Linked DNA regions of Anas platyrhynchos: region 1 is linked to region 2. A link is a contact called in public Hi-C data. All regions are on one chromosome and are shown on one strand. The core of a region is the stretch at or near the end of the contact, and the rest is flanking DNA. Distances in the headings are between cores, read along the strand shown. Region 1 overlaps EVI5 (ecotropic viral integration site 5). Region 2 holds the start of GLMN (glomulin, FKBP associated protein).

Evidence for each region. Hi-C and Micro-C count contacts between places; a contact is called where the count stands out from the background.
Region 1: a Hi-C map of liver shows a contact between it and region 2, with 5 times the contacts expected there. The contact joins the enhancer-like site here to the promoter of GLMN in region 2. A contact is called at or near these places in 3 of 8 Hi-C or Micro-C datasets (liver, skeletal muscle and subcutaneous adipose tissue).

What each region holds. Positions count from the first base shown.
Region 1 is chr8:8,326,035-8,330,910 of IASCAAS_PekinDuck_T2T, reverse strand. The region is part of intron 17 of EVI5 (ecotropic viral integration site 5); the gene reads left to right. Among named protein-coding and RNA genes, the nearest start is that of GFI1, 32 kb to the right of the region's middle. Within about 2 kb of position 1,485, at least 2 of the 8 cell types and tissues checked have an H3K27ac peak or open chromatin away from gene starts, as enhancers often do.
Region 2 is chr8:8,221,466-8,225,864 of IASCAAS_PekinDuck_T2T, reverse strand. It overlaps GLMN (glomulin, FKBP associated protein), which reads left to right and starts at 2,040. Exons shown (of 19, transcript XM_038182773.2): 1 at 2,040-2,177; 2 at 3,704-3,775; 3 at 4,248-4,373. The coding sequence starts at 3,710. It overlaps RPAP2 (RNA polymerase II associated protein 2), which reads right to left and starts at 2,080. Exons shown (of 13, transcript XM_038182770.2): 1 at 1,942-2,080; 2 at 1,573-1,618; 3 at 684-798; 4 at 1-21. The coding sequence starts at 1,999.

The sequences.
Region 1 (4,876 bases), core at 236-2,735, 110 kb before region 2:
CTAAATCATGTGGTTTTTCTTCTAAATGTTCGTGTAGGTGTAGGTGCAAGACACTGGTGTTAACTCTGTAATGCAGAGTATCACTACTCCCACATAAGAACTGATCTGACGTTACATACACAAATGCTAGATTTAAATCACAGTTTCTGGGTCACTCGTAGTTCTGGTTAGTAATAATGACAGAAGGTGAAGGAGGTAGTTCTATCACTTACTAGTAGATGCAATTGTATAGCAAGATGTTTGTTTATTATGATATTAGGAAGTTTTTATATATTCTGAATGTCATCTCATCTTTGTCAGGCATTCAGTTCCTGATGCTGACCCTTTACACTTCTGTGTTTTGAAGTGCAAAAAATACTCCAATACATAATGGATGTTCTTAAGCAAGACTGATGCATTCCTTAATGAAAACAACACAAAACTGAAGTGTTACTGAAGTTTAATTTGTTGCATATGCATAAGCCGAAGAAGTGACAAAGGAAAAACCCTGAAGTCGTTTCCAAACAAAGGTGTTATCCAACAGCTCTTGTTTTGTACTCTGCTCTCTTTTTGTTTTTTGCATCACTAGTTCAGCTCATAAAATCCTTGTGAAGTAAGTATCACTTGAAGTACTTAGCAGGCTTCTGAGTTTTGAACAGGGCACTTAAATAAATCGTTAACAAATAAAGGATTTTTGGATGGCTGGGCTGCAGGTTTTTGTACCTCTGTGCTGGTGAAAAGCTGTCCTCCTCATTTGATATTTCACTTTCTTACAGAAGTTAGACTCCCATCTTATAATTGACTTATTTTGGCCAAACTATGTGTACTCTGGCCCCTCATTTATCTCATATTCATTTATCTCATTCTTGTGTAAGATTTAGTAGATAGCTAGGACAAGGAATGGATATTGTCTCCCTTTATTCCTGTAGTCAATCAGTAAAATGCTGGGTTTGCTTTCTCAAATAATTCATGCTTTTTGTTTTCACTTGATCTGGATTGATAGCTTCAGATGTCCTTACAGCTTTTAATGTCCTAATATCAGCCTTTAGCACACCATTCGTTTGTGTAGTGCTTTCTTTAAGCTTGGTAGACTTTCTCTTGGCAGTTTTACTACAGTTTTAGCCTAATAGCAAGAGTTCCTCCCGATCGTGTATCGGCAGTCCTGTTGGTCACTCAGCATTGCTGAGGTTTTCTTTTGATTGGGTGTTTTTTTTTTTTTTTCGTTTTTTTTTTAAGCTTTCCTTGTAGTAGTCAAAGGCAGGATGGGCTATGTGGGGGGAGGGAGGCTTTAGAGAAAATCAGGCAGGGTTAAGTAAGTCGTAGTTAAAGCTGCTGTTAGTCATCTGGCCAAGGTAAGGAGCACTGTGTCAGTGAAGCATAGACAGGCTGAGGAAGCAGAGCTGTGGCAGCTGCAGACTCTGCTCTGCATCTTAATCCCTTGCTCTCCATTTCCATTCCTATCCTCTTGAAATAGTCCATGTCTGGATTGGGATGAGGAGGTACAGAGCACATTTGTAATATAGAAAACTTTGTACATCTGAGTAATCTTAAAGGGGAAACTGTCTATTAGAGTTCATTCTTCTTTCAACCTTGGTTAGGTTGATCTGGACAGGGGGTAACATCACTTCCTTCTTGGTGTGTTTCCTGGCAGATTCAGAGAATTGTCACACTTACCCTATCTTTAACCATGTCAAAGCTGCTTTAAGAGCAACTGTAAAGGAAATCCATGATTGTGCTAGTTCTCTCCCCCACAGTTTAAACTCTTAACACTATTTCGCTAGAATGAAGCCTTTCGATGACCTCTGTTTAATAACTTTTCCAAGTACTAACTGTTGAGTAAAGAAATTGTTTCCATCTTTTCAAATTACAGGAAACTTTTTTTTACTCTTATCAATAGTGGTGTGTGATGTTAGTGATGTGTTTTTTGAAAGTCTAGAATGAGTCACTGTAGAGTCACTGAAAGGACACTAGTTACCACATTTACCCTTCTGAATAAACTTCATTTACATTTTTTAATGCTGTCTTGCCACATAGTAAGAGTTTAAAAGCCTGCCTTGAAAAGAGTCTGAGGCAGATTGGTACTAAGTAAATGTTTTTAAGTCAGGAAAAAAAAAAGAGGGAAATATCCTACCCTCTATACATCTTCAGTAAAGCTGATAGATACACTGGCTGAGGAACAGTGTCTGTCTGGTGTCCCTTCATTTTGACTGCCAATAAAACTATTGGTTTTGTTTTTCTGTATTTAAGTTCATAGTTATTAAAGTGAAAGCAACCCTTGATATCTAATTTCAATAGTCTAATTTCTTGTTGACGTGTTTTCCTACTGTGATCATCAAGAATGTTGTAGAAAACTTTAATCTTGCAATTCTCTTGGGACGAAGCACCTGCAACTACAGACATAAAGCCTCTGGTGTGTTCCAGGTGTTCTCAGTGAATTTTTCAATTTAAACTTTGTCATGACTATTACTGTACTTGATTTTTGTGGAAGATACTATACTGCAATAGTTTCAGGTATTTAATACTAGCATTCTGTCCCTGTGCTGCTTTTGCCAGCAGTGAACCCTAGTTCTGGGCTGATTGAGACTGGAGGCTCTCCACATACTCAGTAGTTCTCAGACTGCAGGTTAATGTGATTCAGGAGAACTTGCTGCCGCTGCTGCTTGGGAAGGTGCGGTAACGATGTTTTTCTCTTAAAAAGCCAGACAGAGGAGGATTACGTCTGATACTACAGCCATGTATCTCAACTGATAATTTTTTGTGGGCAGAACTTTTCCTCAAGCTAAAAAGCAAATTTTTGAGGAACAGACTTTTCGTCTTAGGAGCTTTTGGTATAGATCTGGGTATGCAGACAAGTACTCTCGAACCTCAGAGCAGGGTGAGGGAGGTGAGAGCTTCCACAACTGAAGGGGCCTAAGTGACTTCTGTTTTAGCAGTTGCTTTTTTGATCTGCAGGGCTCATTTCCTGCTCCTCCACTGCTTGTGCTGCTCCCTTGCTATGCACAACCTCTCAGGCCAGAGGCTGGATAGCATGTTGGCTGTTTGCACTGTCATTTTGACATGAGCAGAGCTGATACCTGGCTACCAGAGTGTTTTTCCCTGGTACAGGGATTTCTAACCTGTTAGTACTGGTGGAGCCCATCAGTTGAAAGAGACAAAGTGTGAGGGGAACAATAAGTCATCTTCAAAAGTAGCAAAATTGAGATGATGGCTTTCAAATTATGTTACATAGCACCAACTGGTATTACTTTTCTAACTTTTCTAAAAACCTTCCTGGGAATGCATTGGTACCAGTATGCAGAAGCAATATCTCAGGGAAACTTATGTGGAAATTCATTCATATGACTGTGGGTTTTTAAACAAAAATTCCTTGATTACAGAGTTGCCTAGCTTTAATTTTTTCTTTGCTCTTTTGGTTACTTAGACTTTTTCCTTCTTGATGTGTTACCTAGCTTCAAGTATGTTTGTTTTAAACTTAAAATTACTATTATTTGCCTAGAGACCAGGCATTCTTCTTCGTGTTGTGACCTCCCCAAATACCACAGATTTTCTGTAATAATGCTTCACTTAAAAAAAAAAAAAAACACACACAACAAAACCCACATCCTATGTGTGCAGTCTTAGATTTTTTTAAACCCCTATGAAGAGAGATTAGTAATTGCTTATGTTATTTCCTTTTAAAAGCTGTGATGTTAATACCCTAAAGGCTTGTTAAGGTGTAAGTAAGCATTCACTTTTGAACCAGTCCAGTTTGAGTGCTTTTTCAGAAATATATAGCAACTCAAGCACAGTACAAAACTAATGCAGAGCAAAATGCATGGTACCTACTGAAGTAAATGCTATGATAGGAGGCATTTAATTAACTCAACCTACATAAAAGGAGTTTAATTTTCCTTTTGTCAGTGGAACTGTCTGGTAAATGAGGAGGACAAGGCAGTTTACAGCCAAAACATATAAAAATGTGATTATAAGGGTTTCTGTTTCCATTAAATGTATTACCTGTCTTTATACAAGACAGGTTTTATGTCCTTTGTCCTTTATGTCCACCCTTGGCATTCAAGACCATTGAGATGAATTTTATTTTTTTGCTGTGGAAGACTTGCTGAATCAATCCATCCCAAAACATGCATCTTCCAGCACATCCGCATGGCTTGATGCCTGAAGCTAGAAACTAGCAATAAGATTGACAAGGAAGAAGAGTGTTAAAAATGTTCTGAATGTAGGCTCAGACCTTCTAGGCTGCTGGGGCTGGACTACGGAGAGTCCAGGCTCTGTCCTTTGGGCAGGTAGCTCTTTATTCCCCATCTCAAGTTACTCTTGAAATAGAAGTTCAGTAGCTGAGCTTCTATCTGCCACAGTGGATTCCTAGGCTGAAATGATGGAAGCAAGAGAAGATTTAATCCACATAAGATTGATTTCTGCCTATCTGAATGAATATTTTCAGTATTCCTTCCTACTGACATCTTAGGAGGAGAAGTAATCCTATAAAGAACAGACTAGTTTTGATATCTGGAAGTGAAATAAATCTGGCAGCAGAAGAACAGAAAAATGGAAAAACTCATTTCTGTACAGAAATGAATGATAGAGGGCTACAGCTATTCCTTGAAGATTATTATCTTCAGTTACCCTGCAGTATATCAACGACTATAACTAATTGCAACAACCTTATCCTGCAAATAATAGGTTGAGGATGAAACATGCAAGAATTCATCAGTATTACTGTCTAAAGTCCTTACACGTGTTTCAGTTCTATTCAATACTTGTTATATCTTCACTTCTCAGTTTCTTTCCCACTTCTGTCATTTGCAACCTAGCTAATTCCTTGTCCATCTACTTCAGGCCAAGTTTAGCTCAGATTCAGAGCTGAAAACAAACAACCATAAGTTTCTGCATAATATGG
Region 2 (4,399 bases), core at 791-3,290:
AGATGGAGTAATATTTTTTCCCTGAAATGACAACAGTTCAACAACAGATATTGGAAGGTCATTTTTCATGCTCAAAACTTCTAATAAGTAAATAAATACATTTCATTTTATAATAGTATCAAGTAAGTTTAATAAACAGCATTCAGAACCTCCAAACTAAAATCAGTAACAAGATAAATACTCTTAGGAAAAGAAAGACACGGATACTTCTTATATATACAAAAGCCTCATCATTTTGCCTCTAGTATGGTACCTGTTCTCACAATTTTCCTCTCTTTATATGTTATATAAACCTATCTACCAGCGTATTTACAACTTTAACAGGAATAATCCTCATACCATCCCAGTGGTATTACAAAAATTGTGCTGCCAGGATGAACTGTGGGGTAAGAAGTACTGTTGTCTAAATTCACAGAGGACATGATATGGACCTAACTTTTTATACTTCACCTCTGAGTCCACAACATGGGGATATAAACAAAGGTAATGAAGTGAGGATTCAAAAATACATATAGTTCTACAAAACTACAGCATATTTTCACTACAAAACCCCTGAAAATAAGGCAATCAGAGCTGACGAGAGAGGATAACCTTGTCTACTTTAAACTTCAGCAAATCACTCCAAGAACTTAAAAAGTTGAACATTGAGATATAAAATAGTGTAAAAATTTCGCAGCACATACAGAATTCAGAAGGAACTCTTCAGTAATGTTCTCTTCCAAGAGCTGTTCAACAATATGCAGTGCTTTTTTCTCAAATTCAATCTTCTTTCTAGTAGCAGCCTCCAGGGCTGCTTTCCTGTAACATAAAGGATATTGAATGACACAGAGAGTAGCTTCCACATACAGTTCTCCAGCTGTACCAAGTATCAATGATACCACAGAATCACAGAACTGTAGGGGTTGGAAGGGACCTTGAAAGATCATCGAGTCCCACCCCCCTGCCAAAGCAGGTTCCTTAGAGCAGGCTGCCCAGGTAGGCATCCTTGAATACCTCCAGAGGAGACTCCACAGCCTCCCTGGGCAGCCTGTCCCAGTGCTCTGTCACCCTCACAGTGAAGAAGTTCGTTCACGTGTTGGTGCAGAACTTCCTGTGCTCTATCTTGTGGCCATTGCCCCTTGTCCTGTCCCTGCAAACCACTGAAAAGACATTCATCTGAATATATCTGAGGATATTCATCTGAAAGCCTTCTATGCAGTCAAATGAATTTTTAGGTAACTGCCCATGGCAAAAAAAAATCTGTTATGTCCAAATCTTTCAGATTCGGTTTTTAAAGTGAACAAAGAAGACTAGAAAGTATGCAAGGAAATTAAACTGGCAGAAAACAGGCATTACAGAGTAAGCAAATACAACTGTGGAGTTCAGATTCATAAACTCGTGTCACTCACTACTGTGGTAGCATCCCACGGTCGCCCCTTTTACCTTGAATAGAGAAATGCATGTGTGTTTTTTCTTGAAGGGGGTACTGGCTATCTCTAAGAAAGCCAAAAAAGCCCACGCCAGGCAAATAATACGGTTGCAAAGTGAAGCAAAACAACATGACGACCACGTATTGTTAGTCAGAAACTATACCTCTGAGCAACATCTTCGTTTTCCAGAGCAGCTGAACGTTTATTTCCTAGAAATCAAGAATACGGAAATCCGTGAGTTTATTTTCTTCATTACCCAGCAGCAAATACCGGAGCCGCGGCTCCCCCCGTAGCCGGACGGCCGAGGGCGGGCTCCCGGCGCTGCAGCCCCCGGGGCCTGAGGGGGCGGACGGAGCGCCCGGGGCCCGGCCCCAGCCCCACGGCGCTGGCGGTCGCGTCTCCGCAGCGCAGCGCCGGCCGCCCCGCCGCTCCTCAGCCCCCAACAGCGAGTTGGGCGAGCCGCTGCGCCGGCCTGAGGGCACCAGGGAGAGTCCGCAGCGCGGGGCGGAGGGGAGCGGCTTTCGGAGCTTACCTGCGCGCCGCCGGCCGGGCTTCCCCTTGGCGCTGCCTTGCGGCCTCCTGGCCGCCATCGCGGTGGTGGTGGCGGCTGCCGGCTCCCTCCCCCTGACCTCTCACCGGAGGCGGAGCCGGCTCGGTGTGGCCCGGCCCGGCGGGAGGCGGCGGAGCGGCGGCGGCTGAGGGGAGCGCGGGGCCGGTCGCGGGCTGAGGCGCTGCGGAGGGAGCCTGGCTCCGCCGGCGGGGCGAGGGGTGAGGAAGCGGAGGCGGGGGCTTTGGTCCTGCTGCGTGCGAGGGGCTCGTTAGCAGCCCTGGGGGGCGGCCTGCGTGTGGTACCTGCCCGGGGAGGGGGCTGGGGGTGCGTTTGGTAGGGGATGGAGCTTCTCGAGGGTTAAAAGCGGATTTTTTTTGCTGTTTAGATGCTGTACGCTTGCCGCGGGAACCAGTGAAAAGATATAATTAGAAATAGGATTAAGTATTAGGGCCTGAGACCGTCTGTGAGGTTAACTGGCAAATCCCTGCCAGGGCATATTTCAAGTCTGTAAGTACACTGTAAAATTTCTGAGAGCTGAAAACCCCAAAATACGAGCGTTCAAAAGTACATTTAAATTATTTTGGGTGTCTTAGTGACATCCTCCAAAAATAAGTGGTACAATTTGCGTTAATAAAGTATATTGATAATCACAAAATCAGAAAGATCAGGTTCGAAACATTGCTAGATTGCAGGCTAAAGTGTTAAATTGCAAGTTAAAGTGCAAGTTAGTGTTAAATTAGGCAGTTGAGAATAGAAAATTATGTGATCTTTGAGTAATAAAATCTGCAAATGTGCTTTTTAAGTTGCTGTGAGTTGACTGCTTTTTATAAACGTCCAAATAGCTTAGTTATCTAGATGCTGTGTTAGGTAGCTGAGGTCAAACTTAGGAGGAAAGACTGAGGATGTTACATTGAAATATCTGTGTAAATATGAATCTTGGGTGCTTGGATGAATAGTTCGCCAATTATAGAAGCGCAGAGGTAATTGACAGACACAGCGATTATATAACCAGGTTTAGGCACGTGGAATTACTCAAAACTATAAAGATTACGACCGCTGCTCTGATACATCATGCAATAATTGAGCTGGATTTTATGTGTTACTCATGGTAACTTTACTGAAATGTTTACTTAGTTTTCAGCAAGGAAGTTTTTAATTGCATCTAGAGGTAAAAGGACTCTGAACAACCAACCTAGACAATAGGAGGAAAGAATTGATATTGCATATGTAGTCTTGATTGGACTAAAACACTGTTAACACAAACTGGCACAGTGGCTGGATCAGCTGTGCATGTCCTGGGCATCAGGTTAGAGTGTTCTAGTCAGAGCTGAGCAGATAGCTTATCCGGTGAAGATATGCACAGAAAATGTAGTGTATTTTGGAAGTCCAGGGTTGGTGTGCAGTGAACCCAGGCTGTATTAGTTGCAATTTTCATTGTCTGTGTCATAGCTATGGCCTCCTGACTTCCTAAGATGATCCTGATGGCACTCAGAATTTGCTTCTCTGTACATAGAATGCAGGTTATTTTCTATGAAATCCAGCAAATATGGGGAGTAGAATAATACAGTATACACTTCTTAAAAATATATTTTTGCCTTTCTTAAAATCATGTAATCTTCATAAGATCTATTAATATAGATTGTTCTCATTTCGCTACTGGGCATTGTTTTTGATAATGTGATTATTTTTCAGTCTCTATGTTTACTTCATGTGTTTTAATACTGCGCTCCTTAATTTATAATAGTTTTCAATGCCAGAAGAACAAAGTCAAACTACAATGGCAGTTGATGAACTTCAAGCCATAATACAAAGATGTGTAAGTACTTTTCTCTTCATAAACCTGACAAATGTAAGCAGTTCAAGTTTTTCTTTGTGACTGCAAAACACGAGACATTCATTAGCAGATCTCCTCATTGGGCAGCTAGGTTCAGTCTCCATGTTTCATTGACTTCTGCGTGGTGCTTATCCCAAGTTCTGCCTCCCAGAGAAAGAAGTGTTGTTATTTCTCTCAACGGTACCTGTCTGAGGGAACAAATCACCAGGAGGCTGCTATAGAAAATACATCTTCTATATATTGTGCTGTAGTTTAGAGTTAGAAAATGCTACTGAAATACTGCTTTGTCTTCTGTGGTAGCTCTTGGTAACTCCTTTTAATATGTAAAGGATGTTAGTAAGAAATGATAAGTTACAGTGACAGTACATCTAATTTTGAAATGAAAACTTGGATTTACCTATTTTTCATTTGATTTTTATAAATATGGAGTTAAGCATGTATATTTTCTTTCTAGCAAATTCTGGAAGAATCTGATTTCAGAGGAGAAGATTTTAATCTGTTTCAGGTAGCAGGTCAGAAATGTTTAGAAGATGGATATGCTGCTCAGTTGTTAGAAGTAATTCAAAATGAGAAAAACAAGGTGAGTTGAAGTTTGCACTATATATT